Linked DNA regions of Lactuca sativa: region 1 is linked to region 2. A link is a contact called in public Hi-C data. All regions are on one chromosome and are shown on one strand. The core of a region is the stretch at or near the end of the contact, and the rest is flanking DNA. Distances in the headings are between cores, read along the strand shown. Region 1 holds the start of LOC111876265. Region 2 holds the start of LOC111876229 (E3 ubiquitin-protein ligase SINAT3).

What was found. Hi-C and Micro-C count contacts between places; a contact is called where the count stands out from the background.
Region 1: a contact with region 2 is called in a Hi-C map of leaf, with 3 times the contacts expected there. The contact joins the promoter of LOC111876265 here to the promoter of LOC111876229 in region 2. A contact is called at or near these places in 2 of 4 Hi-C or Micro-C datasets (leaf and seed).

The regions. Positions count from the first base shown.
Region 1 is chr8:7,179,001-7,185,951 of Lsat_Salinas_v11, reverse strand. It overlaps LOC111876265, which reads right to left and starts at 4,454. Exons shown (of 42, transcript XM_023872820.3): 1 at 4,273-4,454; 2 at 3,853-3,926; 3 at 3,591-3,690; 4 at 3,282-3,359; 5 at 3,053-3,165; 6 at 2,819-2,912; 7 at 2,154-2,203; 8 at 1,875-2,005; 9 at 1,513-1,720; 10 at 1,360-1,428; 11 at 1,212-1,291; 12 at 988-1,137; 13 at 832-895; 14 at 628-729; 3 more. The coding sequence starts at 3,687.
Region 2 is chr8:6,721,068-6,727,830 of Lsat_Salinas_v11, reverse strand. LOC111876229 (E3 ubiquitin-protein ligase SINAT3) reads right to left here and starts at 2,907. Exons shown (of 3, transcript XM_023872767.3): 1 at 2,407-2,907; 2 at 1,633-2,019; 3 at 1,068-1,549. The coding sequence starts at 2,610. The coding sequence ends at 1,187. It overlaps LOC111876207 (CLP protease regulatory subunit CLPX1, mitochondrial), which reads right to left. Exons shown (of 14, transcript XM_052766052.1): 6 at 6,761-6,763; 7 at 6,603-6,659; 8 at 6,442-6,512; 9 at 6,264-6,363; 10 at 6,070-6,174; 11 at 5,912-5,974; 12 at 5,714-5,836; 13 at 5,505-5,633; 14 at 5,187-5,425. The coding sequence ends at 5,336.

The sequences.
Region 1 (6,951 bases), core at 3,205-5,704, 460 kb before region 2:
ATCATGCACTCCACAAGATTCTCCTCAAAAACCAGTTCACCAATAGAACAATCCAGATCCCTAGGAAAAAAAAAGAATAAAGTCTTAGAAACTACATTACGTAAAGATAGTTAGATAATTAGATAGATTATACTTATTGCGCAGAGTTGCAGAAATTCGATGTATAGAGCATTTAATGGAGGACAAAAGAAGTCTATCACTTCCAGCAGCATCAAGAACAGGGGAAGGTGCAGGATGAAACTTTGTTGCCTCATAAATGTCCTGTATCATATTATATAAAGATGAGTTAAAGTGAAATCATTTTGGATAAATAAAAATAAGCTTAACAGTTAACACACACACACACATACCTTAATTACTTCATCTGAAACAACACCAGAAAACTGGCTGGAATCATCTGTACCTCCAGCCCCCAACATACCACGGGAAAGCCACTTCAACCATCCTTGTGGTTTGCCAGATGTTTGGTCATCGTCCATTGACTTGTCAATGGTAGCATTTGCTTCACTATTTCCAAAACCAGAAGCTGAATCCACCAAGAACTCCTACATGTTCATAGTCTTTAATAAAATGTATAAGTAAAAATGCACATGCAATAGATATTAACAACAATGATCATAATCATACCTGAAGCTCGTGTTCAGCAGCAGACCTGTAACTCAAGATATCTTCTATATCAGATACTTTCTCCATTTGGTCTAACTCCAAAACAATTTCATCATCCAGAGGCTGATCATAATTCATACACACCAAAGAATGTTTGAATCATTTACGCCATTAATTAAATATAATGTTTAAATCAAGAAAACTATATATGTGTAATCACCTCACCTGCTCTTTTCGAAGACATTCCAGTTTCAACTTGTACAACTTAACATATCGTCTTTTTCTGCCTCTGTAAAGTAAAAGATTTTTAAGGGTTTAAGATTTCAAGCATTCCATGCACACATCAAATGGTAGATCATAGATGAATAAAGAACAACTTACAGACGTTCTCCTAGGTATTTCCATGAAGTTTTCTTCATTCGTTTACGAACATCAGACAACACAGAGTTTTGAGCATAATGCCACCATTGTATCTGCCACCCCAAAGGTCTATCTGATATAGGTATCCCCCAAGGGCGATATCGTCCATATCTAAAAGACCAATGTCCCATCTTTCACAATCTGAAAGTGTAATTAAAAAAGGATAACACCAACATTCCACTTACTTCTCTCTTAGCCGACAGGTGCATAGATAATCATACAGATACAGTATTTGCTGCAATTGATCTTCATCAAGGGACAAAACCTATAAGTCGGACATGTCAGTTAAATGTTATTTATGAAATTTGACATAATACAAGTTAAGAAACTAACCAAGCCAGATAACTCGATATCAACCGAGTATTGTGCTGCATTATTCTCGAGCCTTCCAGACCTGTTCACCTGCAAAGTACAACAGTAAAAACCTAACTAATGTGCAGTAGAAAATTGTTATGAGATGACGCAATTAGAGCATGACTTGCATACCGAAAGAGAAGCAGATACATCAACTGGGGACAACAAGTGAACATGTTCATCATTTTCAAAGCTTGCAGCAACCATTGACATGGAGTCTTCACCATTGTTGGTATACAGATCTTCAGCAGATCCATGAAAGGTTTTACAGTAGATTTCCAAACCTTGTATCTCAACAAGTTTGTTTACTTGGCCAGCTCTCACCTTTCCATTTAATACCCTGAAATTTTATTAGAGTAATTCAGAGTTTTAAGTAGTTGATAAACTGAGAAAAGATCAATTGGACAGATGACTGTAAAAATCAAAGTGTGCAATCTATTTTTCTTTGGAAATACTACATACAACAACATGATTGTAGAGAAAAAAAGAGATACCCAACAAGATTTTGCTTCATTGCAGTCAAACTAGCCAACTTCAAACCAAATACAGTCTGTGCCTTGTCATTTGAAATATCTCTATATACGACATGGACATTCCTGATGGTGACTTGAATGCCATCAATAATCTGGAAAGCATGACGGAATTAAAAAAACCTTAAGTTTAATGAAAACTTATTACATGATAAGTAACCCTAACAAGCAACAGAAACACAGGCGTAAGTGTTTATGATTTTATCATTATTAACAAGTTAAATCAACATGGAATCTCACTACCTTCGCAGTAATGTATGAAATAAATGATTTCCCAGTTTGATTATCATTATCTGCAGAACAACAGAATATATTAGCACCAAAAATGTGAAAAAATATTTGCTGTTTTTATGCAAAAAAAAAAAAAAAAAAAAAGTTGTGTCCCAGAATGTCACCAATCCCATATCTCCATATACGACAAACAGCATTTCTTCACCTGCTTTTTCCATTAATTATCATCACTTAATATCTGCAAACTTGATTGAGGTCTAGTTTTTTTCTTTATTTTGCCCTCATTAAGGAACATTTTAGATATTTGACCAATACCCAACATTTTTATTGTATATTGTCAAATCAAACTTATCTTCTTGGGATGAAAGAAGTAGATAAATAAACAGTGAATATAACTATGATTAACTAACACTCACTTTTACCTACAACTATTAAAAAGTATAGTAAAAGGATGATCTTAAACAACTCTGGAAGATCTAAGAAATTTTAAAACCGACAACAGTGAAGAAAAAGCTGCCAAATTTATATATAGGACAGACAAAACATGGTTGCATTTTCACTAAACTACAAAGATTGGACTTCTCTAGATACATGGATGCATATCATTCTAATGCACAATGAAAAACAGGAGTTATAACAATGTAACCTATAGCTATAGGTGGATAGCAGTCACTCACCACACACACGTTGTGATAACTTTGCCAGTTCTGCTGTAGCAAGTTTGGCCTTTTTTCCAGCAAATTCTCGTCTTTCAACATCATCAACACTCCACTACAAAAAAAATAGCTGTTTAAATTAGTTTTTTTGTGGTAAGCTGACCTGGCAGGGAAACCCTGGGCCCATGCAATGTAAAGTTATCTAATATGATGGAGATGTACAATACTCATATCTTGATATGAGATATCACTTACCTCTTCATCCTCACGTTGAGAGGCACAAACTAATATATCCTCCAAAATTATTATAATAGGGTCCCACCCAAGCTTTTTCCAAGGAATTCTAATGCTTAGCCTCCCAACCCGACCTATCAAGCACTCACAAATGTTAAATCATCACAGCCATAGCTCAAACATGAAAAACCACATCCCAGAAATAACAAAGTAAAATAAGTATTGCAAGTTTAAGGTTGATATCGATCACCTTGCTTTAGAGCAAATGGAAGTTCTAGATAATCAAAAGCTTCTAGAATTAACTCCACATTTTCTAAGAACACTTCCTCTGCATTAAAGGGAGCGTAAAAAGTCAATAGTATAAGAAATTCATTGCATATGGTCAACCATTAATGTGGTAACAATGGTATGAGTATTCTGCTTATGTTGTTATACCCTTCAAACTACATAAATGTAGATGAATAAAAAGTAAATATATTGTGCTGATAATAGTGAAAGTAGCAAGCCATTAATAACAAACTAAGTCAAAAAAAGGTCATGATAGAAACTGGTGACTTACCATTCCACAGTGTGATCTTGAGTTGTTCTCTGTGTATATCTTTAATATATTGGCCAAGATAACCTAATATCAGCTGCCTTACTAAACCTTCAAACATTTCCTATACCAATTATCAATTCAGAACATAAATAGTCTATAAAACTTCAATGTTAGTACAGTTAAACCATTATGATTGGCAAATTGAATTGGTAGTTAAACCATTATGATGATAACTGCGTCAATAAAAATACAAAAATGCATCAACATCACAGTAATGTATTACCTAAGTCAGCAACCTCCGTGCCAAATTAGCATGGGGCTACTATATGATCAAATGACTGACATTCATGAGTTAACCTAAGCAAAAAAAAATCAAAATCAGAAACAAAAAGAAGATGCTTAAGTATATAACTACCAAAAACCCTAACTGATAAATTACAGATAGAAAATCGGGCTACAGAAAACAGTATCAACACATGACATGCAACAAAGAACTGTGTTTGCATCCGTGGTCAATACAGGTAAGAAGGCTATGTTAGAGGAAACGGCGGTGGTTGAACCATAAGAAGATGCGATTTAAGATGAAGAATTAACATATAGGAAGAGGAAAAGAAGACGGAGAGAGAGGTGGTGATGTGTCTAAGTAGTGGATGCCGGAAGAAGGGCGGGACGGCGAAGGAAGAGAGAAGAGAGAGAAGATTACCGATTTAGGAGTCTGCCTTCGAGAAGACGATGAAGAATTGGAGGGTTTCTTTTTCAAATTCTTCGAACACAGGAATGTGAAACGACGCACGAGCAATGAGCTTGTGATTATAGACGTGAACAAGAAGCATCAGAATTGCCGATGCCAAAACAGTTTAAAAAAAGGGGTTTAAAAGGGGGCGAATTGCGGTGGTACTTGTGTCTCTTTCTCTCTATTTCTGATTTATGATCAGATTTAAGTTAAAGATATTTATTAAACTAATCGTGTTTAACAAAAATAATCCAAAAAACCTATGATTTAAAAAAATATTACCAACAAATAATACATATGGTAGGCTATATAAGGGAAAATGACTCTGGAGAGTAACTAACTATTGTGTTTGTTTTCATTTGATCCTTTTTTTTGTATTCAATATATCATCGAACTTGTAGTTTGTGTTCACCATAACCTTTTGATCGAGTATCTGACTTGTGATACTCGATCAAAAGGTTATGGTGAACACAAACTACAAGTTCGATGGTATATTGAATACAAAAAAAAAATGACCAAATGAGAACAAACGCAACAGTTGGTTACCCTCTTGAATCATTTTCCTCAAAAAGTTAAATGAAATTAAAGTTGCAAAATTATCAAATATTGCAACCTTCTTTGGCCATAACGTATATGAAAAGCGTTTCGGATGGGTAACTTCGTTAAAACATTGTCTATGTTATACTTATTGTGATTAGCTGTCAACACCTCTCTACAAAAGGATATGATTGTATATGAGAGGTATATTTATCAGCATAAACGTTTACCTCAATGTATATTATGGTGATGTGTCTGTAAAAGCTGCATGATATTGTACATATTGATGTTGTATCTTATCCCATGAATTCGATCTTAAAGCTAAGTAAACTAAAAAATCAAAACACTTGTGATTCCACTCGTTTGTAGACTTGTCTAGAGTCCATTATATGATAAATCATTTGATTAGAAATGTAAATGTAGTCATGAAATGCAGCTGCTTAGTCAAGATTCCCCTAATAAATATTCAAGTGCATTACAAAGTTGTACATGTATGAATAATGTTCTTTCGTGGATTATGTTTTGAAGAGAAGCAAAAATGAAGTTCATAAAGTCATTAATATCAGCAAGAGATGATGTGAAATTTGTTGTAAATGAGTAAAGGGAAAATGAATCAGGAGGGTAACCAACTGTTGCATTTATTCTCATTTGGTCCCTTTTTTGTACTCAATATACCATCGAACTTGTTGTTTGTGTTCACCATAACCCTTTGACCGGCAATCACGGGTCAAAAGTCGGTCAAAAGGGTTATGGTGAACACAAATAACAAGTTTGATGGTATATTGAGTACAAAAAAAAAAAATGAAAGGGACCAAATGAGAACAAACGCAACAGTTAGTTACCCTTAAGAGTCATTTTCCCGGCTATATAATAATAATTTATCGACAAATTTCTTAAAAAATATTACCATATGTATCACTTGTTAAATTTATTATTATATAGTATATAATAAGTGATACATATGGTAATATGGAATCGTGTTTAACAAAAATAATCCAAAAAAATTATGCTTAAAAAATATTACCAACAAGTGATACATATGGTAGGCTATATTTTCGGCTATGGTTATCATTTTTCTACTAGTAATTTGATGGGTTTTGGTCCTAAGAACATCCTATGTGCTCATACAAACCCTAATGTTTGGATCTAGGTTTCTCTATTGTACATGCAAGTTATCCAAGACTATAAACCCTAATTCTAGCATACAAGTAATCATATTAACATAAGAATAGGTTTAAGATGTTACCTTGATTGTTATGTAGTAATAACAATCCCAAATCTCCTTGTATTGACTTTAGAAAGCCTAGAGCCACAAATGTCACTCCTCTAATGGTTCACAAACACCAAGAGCAAGAGGATGAAGAGGAGAGAGGATGGAGGCTGCCCAAAAACATGTGAAACCCTATAAGAAGTCTTAGCCACGTTTTTGGGTCATAAGGGTCTTATATATAGTGAGGCTATTAGGGTTATCTAACAAGGAAACCCTAATTTGGATGCTTAAGCCCTAAGCAACCCATAGACTCCTTTAATTAGGGCCTTGGACGATTTCCTTATGGGTTTCCCCATAGAATTCGTCCACTCCTTAATATAAGGCAATCCATGGCCCAAATTGCAATTATCTTATAATTACAATTCCAGTCCCTTAAGTTTAATTAATCTCTTTTAGTCACAAAACTAATTATCAATTAATTATTGACTAATATTAATTAAACAATATGATTTCTCCTTTAATATATTATTCCCATAATATATTAATAAATCATATTTAATCATTTCTCTCCATAATTCATCCTATCAAGTTGCTTTGGTGAAGGCAACCCAAAAGGACCATGCACCATCGGGTCAAGTACATACCAAAATAGTTATGGACTTAGACACTAATCCAACATAATTATCATTGTTTACTGTATTAACATTACAGTTTTACAGACTATTTATGTGTCTAAGTTGATAATTGGTATAGGAAATGTTTGAAGGTTTAATAAGGCGGCTTAGAAACTTATTGTACTAACATTGAAGGTTTAGTTGTAATAAAGACAAAGAGCATAAACAGAGTGATCATCGAGTATAGTTTTTGTAATTCGGAGGTAGGAGATGGAAGAAAAAGAACAT
Region 2 (6,763 bases), core at 1,658-4,157:
TGGATTATTTGGTTTAAGTGACTATTCAGTTTCCGGGTCGGTTTTTTTGGCCCGATTAAACCTTTATTTGGGTAACCCGTACCGAATGACCCAAAACCCGAATGTGGCAAAAATACATACCCGAAAACCAACCCAAATAATTTATTCGGGTCGGTCCGGTCTAAGTTTTGGTCTCGGTTTAGATATCCGGTCAAAATGCACATCCCCTACCTACAACACCTTCATCTATCTTCTCGTTGCCCTGATAACTAAGTAAAGTACATTAATGTTACGATCACATATTACGTAAAAGGTAAAGGTTCTAATCTTAGTACCTTTCTCTGAGTGTTTGTTCCAGTTCTAGATCTTTAACTAGCTCGTGCTTGTCTCAGTCGGACTTGTTTTTAATGGTCTTCCTACTACTTTTTCTCTTTTGGTGGTGTTAGTTTTTTATTTTTGTATGTCCTTATTTCCATTAGTTTGTGTAAATTTGTGTGCCACCATTAGCTCGTAGTCTATTATATCTTCCATCCTCCTATGTAATATGTGTTTCTTTTCTGTTTTAGGCCTCCGTGGCAATTCTTCTAGCACTTGATGGTAATGGCTTATTGTAATGGGTTTTGGGCCACCACATAATATTGCCATTTAAGGGCCTAATATTACCTTTGTGAGTGGCAAATTGTATATACATTGTTTCAAGAAAGAGATTTTTATTATTCCTTTCCCATGTCAAAATCCAGTTCAACCTTGTTTCTTGCCGAAAGTAGTGTTTTGGTTGCAATTTCTCTCGATAAAAGAACACTATGGAAGGAGAACTTTGAAGCGAGGAAAAAAAAAGATTTTGTAGATTTCTTGTTTTTTTGCTTCGTGAGAGAACAGTTTGGGAGAAAATAGAAAAGTAAATGCAGACCACAACTCCATTAGTGCTTTTAAAAGATTCAGGTTGTTATAGCAAACTTCAATCCATGTCCAACTTGTTCGGCGACAATCTATGTGACATAGGGTAATAGAGAGAAACTGGAACAACATTGTAAAATCAAAAATTTTGTAAACTGTGTCTTAAGCAATTTACCCTTGAATAAACAAGATGAAGAAATAGAATAGCTATAACAACCTGAATCTTTACGTACACAAGAAACCTGAATCATTCATTCATTCATCAAACACATTGAAAGGAAGAAAAGAAAAGGAGATTAAACCCTAAATCTCAGCTACATAGATTAGGAATACAAACCCCAGTTTCCAGATTCTGTTGTTCTTTCCATATCTTCCCTGTAACCCTAAGTTTGAGTTCTTTCCTGTCACCACCGGAGAAGAAGAGCGCCATGTTTCTCTGTATAATCAACCCATCATGACTATCCCTTACCTTCCTATGGCTATCTCTGATACTCCTCGGTGTTCCTTCCCAAATCAGTTTCCTCCCGTTGGCTCCGACCTCTAAACTGTAGCTGTAATTCCTTGCATCTGCTTCATCCCCCATGAATCGAAGAAACGCCATGTAAACAGGTGCCATCCCTAGCTGAAACGCCTCAAAGTGAAGACAGAAGTACTGCCCAAAACAATGGAACACCTGCCAAACATCACATTACCCCATTAAAGAGAAAACCCTAAAATCGGAAATCAGAAATCAGGGGAAAAGTGAAGTGAACTCACTGTTAGCATCCAGGTAGCGTTTTCAACTTCACGGGGGTTGGATTTGACATAACGGTGGTTAAAAGTACAGCCTGTGTGCATGTCGACTTTGTGGTCGTCTCTGAGATGGGTAACCAGAAAAGGAATGTCTCCGGTGACTGAACATTCAGATCCGGCGTATGGGCAGTTGTAGGGTCTGAAGTTGCATAAAGCTTCATGCTTTAGTTTGCTGTAATATGGGAAGATTTCTGGGCATCCCAATGAAAAATATCTGCAGGGAAGTTCCAGTGATTCTGCAACTTTTTCCAAAGCTAAGCATCTGATATCACCCAGTTCTTGTCTACATGTAGGACATCTGTTGTGTACCCTTGTTTTACAGGTCGAGCATAATGTGTGTCCATTGTGACACTGTATAAATGTAAACAACCAACTTCAACAACTCAACAACTCTTTGTAATAATTCTATCAACACAAAAAAAAAAAAACCAAACTATAATTCAAAATTGTTCTTGTTCCTCTAAAATCAACAAATCAATCCACTAATTATATAATTTTATAAGAATCCAACATCCGTATTACTACGTGTACAATTTCAAATCTGAATCGCAGAATTTCAATCCATTTTCTTAAGAGAAATCAGACAAACTGTAATCCAATCCAGTATGGTATCAAAGTTGAAAATGAAATTTCCCTATTTTTTCTCAATCAATCAAATCAAATCAAACATGATACGCTAAATCAACAAGAAACAATGATTAGACGGGATGAAAAAAAAGGGGGAATCGATTGCAAAACCTGGTGAATTGGAGGGTACATAGAATTAGTACAAACAGGGCACTCCAACAATTCATGAACGCTTGTAGCGGGAGTCAATCCAGAGGGTAGTATTCCGATGTTATTATTATTATTGTGAGGTTTTGAAGAGAACTGGTGGGTGTGGATCTCTTCGTCTTCCATTCCATCCGAAGAAGACACGCACTCTATATTATCCAAATCCATAGATAGCCCTTGTTCTTGATTGACAAATCCAAATTGAACACCCAATCTTTTGAATTCAATAATCCAAATAAGGATTCAAACTCCGTCTTCTGATCTCCGATTTGAAGAAAAATGCGAAAAAGGGCGAAGATGGCAACAACAGAAAAGCGACGAACAGATCGATTTATGGAATGAACCAAACCAAACACCTTTTTCTCTGTCTCTGTAAGAAAGAGGTTCTTTTCTTCTCTCTGTCAACCCAACCCCAACCACAACCGCAACACCCCTGTATTTCTCTCTCTTTCTCTTTGTATCTGTATGAGTATTGAGTATTATTATTATACCCATAGGACGAGAGGTGTAAGCATCGCCGTTGAATTTTTTTGAACTCATTCAGATTCAATGAACCGACGGCTCATATAATTTATCTGGTCTAATTATTTCATTTTTTTATTTGATGATATAAAAAGTTCAATACATTCATTTATGTTTTTTTATATATATATATATATATATATATATATATATATATATATATATATATATATATATATATTTAAGGTTTTTTTTTCCTTTAATTATTTATAATAAATAGTTAGTTACTTTTTAAGATTATATATTCCATTATAGTATTTGTTTTATGTTATATGTTTTATGACAAAGGATGTTACTTTTATTACGTATAAACCAAGATTAATATTAAAATAAGACAAAAGCTACTCTAGAACCATTTTCTTTATCAAATAAACTACGTCAAGATTTTATATAAAAGGGGGTTGCTTCAAGTTTTGTTTTACTCGATATTTATTATCATAAAAGAATAAAACTAAAAAAAAAAATCTAATTTTAGAAAATAACACGGCAGTGTATATATATCCTGGTTCAGATAGAAAATAAAATTTAGCTGTTATGAAAAATAAATTTTAGTCAAAGTAATAACATATATGTCGCTATTTGACTTGGCTATTATGTACTTTTACACATCTAATATTATAATACTCTTTGTTTAACTCTAAACAAATCAAGATTTTTACCAGATATATTCATCAAAGTCATAAACATTATAAGAATGTTCATAATATTATAAAGAAGATCAGTATTTTACTTCACATATCGCAAGACAAAATTAAACAAAGTATTCAACTATATATGCTTAAATATATCCTTATTGGTGACATAAAATAAATGGAAATGGTGGTTCATTTGGACATTTAAAACTATTTTCCAAATAGAATAAGAAAGTTGAGTTTATATTATCTACCCGGCATATTTAATAAATTATTAAGATTAATCAAGAAGCAAAAAGATAATAAAGCATATGGTTTGCCTAAGTTTATAAAGCAAAAAGAGAATGATGAGTGAATTGAGGGTAGTGTTAGGTTGGCACCATCAACAAATCCTTGGTGTATAAGCATCAAAATTATTGGGTATGTGTCTCATAGCTAAATAACCTCCATCTCCATCCTTCTTTTACCCATCATCTCATATTCAAAAATATATATGTTTTTTTAGCTAAATAATTATTATAAACAAACTATTAAGGAGCTAACAAAACAAATCAATTACAACGAACAAACTAAAAGAGGATTTTAGAACTTAAGATTCCAACTAACAATCCAAAAAAACGAATATTCCGCTACACTATCAAAAAATCAAAAAATGTATCTTTTACCCAAGTCATCACACACGTAATAGTTTCTAACACTTCCAGTCCCTTTATGTAGCTCCTCAATCCATTCAAACACATCACCTAACATTCCCACCTAAGGGACTTCAAAATCTAACCAAGCAAAGACCTTCTCCCAAACTAAACTTGAAGTGGTATACTTCCATACACTGCAGAGCCAGAATCAAAGTAAAGGGGAGTAAAGGGTATCCCCAAAAAATTTCCGAAAAAACTTACACTACTGAAAAAAAAAATCAGAAAAAACTATACTACTGAAATTTTTTTTAGGAACATCCCAGGCTACTCCGGGAACCACCTAGCTCCGCTAGTTCAACAACACATGATCAATGACCTATGGTTATTCCAAACAAACCGAACACAAAATATTACCAACTTCAACACCTCTTTTGTTATCCCTAATTAGGTTAAATAGAAAAATAAATAGTAATATACTTCTATTCTTTATTACATTGTATCCTATTCCATAAAAAATTAACTATATGTTTAGGTTACCACAAACAATTATCCTAGGCATGCATAAAAGAATATTCAATGTACCATGTTTCTTGTATTGGGATAGTTCAATATTTTAAGTGTTCCAAAGGGCGTTGTAGTGTGAGTATTTATACTTATATTATCCGGAAAATAAATAAAGATGACAAAAATAACGGGTTTCAAAAGGTTGCAAGTAGTTTTGAAGACATCAAACTGACTACTTTGCTTAATCTTGAACTGATAAGTCAACCCCGAGTTGACCAACTCGTTAAAACATGTAGCTTTTATGAGATGCTAAAATTAAAATACTATGACAGGGTGTACATCAAGTACGTATGTAGGGAGGAGAATAAATGAAGCTAACAATGTCATGACATTTATTCTCTTGGATTCATTGTATGAAAAAAAAAAGTTATATTATGTTATTTTACTGATATGATACAACATATTGACATTTGATTGTAATAATGATGAAAGCATCCAACATAAATTTAATTATTAAATTAATGTCTCTCATTAGAGCTTAAATTAGTACATATCATCTATATACATACACATGGTGACTGATACAATCTTTCCCATGATTTACATGGCAGCAATAGAAGGCAACTCTGCCTCCCCCTCCGCCTCCATCTCTGCCTCGGCTCCACCATCTGCCGCCGTATCTGCGCTTGTCTGCAAAGAGAAAATCAACCGTAAATCTTTTTGTAGTAACATGAATTAATCAAAAACAGGATGTAGCCTTTTAAGTTACCTGTAAATGCTGTGATAGATAATGGGCAAGAGCACCTTGACCATGGAGGATTTTAGCACCACTCCCAACTGCCTCCTCATCAACAACCACACCATCTATTACATCTTTACCTGTTCTTTCATCAGGAATCTGCAATACATTCATAAATTATCATTCTATCATTTCATTACAAAAAATATTAATAATAATAATAATCTTTAGCTACAAACCTCATACATGGCATCCATCAATATGTTTTCCAATAAGGCCCTCAAACCACGGGCCCCAGTGTTCTTAGTTATTGCTTTCCTTGCAATTAATCTCAAAGCACTTTCTGTATAATGTAGGTTAACCTGCAAAAAATAATAAACAATTACAACTAACATATTTCATTAGTAAATGTGTTTGAGAGATGAAAGAAGACTTACTTGATTCATCTGAAATAACTTCTTGTACTGTTTCCCTAATGCATTCTTTGGCTCAGTTAGCACCTACAAAAACATTATTATTTACTGGGAATCCACTTTATTTTAACAAAAAGAAACACACCTACCAAAAAGTAGTTAATTAATGCCTACAAAGGTACCTGAACAAGTTGAGGCTCTGTAAGAGCTAACAAATTGACAAGAATTGGAAACCTTCCAACAAATTCAGGTATGAGGCCATATGCAATAAGATCACTACTTTCAACCTAACAAACATAATAAACACACAATTTATTCAGACACATACATACATACACTTACTTAATGGAAGAAAGAAAAAGGAGTAGGGATTTACAGTCTCCAATAAAGTTGAAGTCACTGAAGCAGATGTAACACCTCCAGTTCTCATGTTAGCACGAACAGGTGCACCAAAACCAATAGAAGAATCTTGGCGTCTGAAAATAAAACATTATAGTATATATTTATAATATCTATGAACACCAAAGAGTGATTAATAAGTAAATGATAGATACCTTTCTGAAATGGTTTTTTCAAGATCTATAAAGGCACCCCCACAAATAAACAGGATGTCTTTGGTATCAATCTGTAACAAATATTCTTATAGATAAGTACATAATTTGGTTTAGTAAATTAAAGACTAAAAAGAAGATTTATTTTATTTTATTTTATTTACCTGAATGTTGTCTCCTCTAGGATGTTTCCGTGCACCCTTTTCAGGGACATTGACTATCTGGATAAAGTGTCAACTCTAATAAAATTAACAAAATTTCCTTTTTTGCTGACATAATAAAACTAATATATAATTTCATATAAGGAATAACAAGAACATACAGT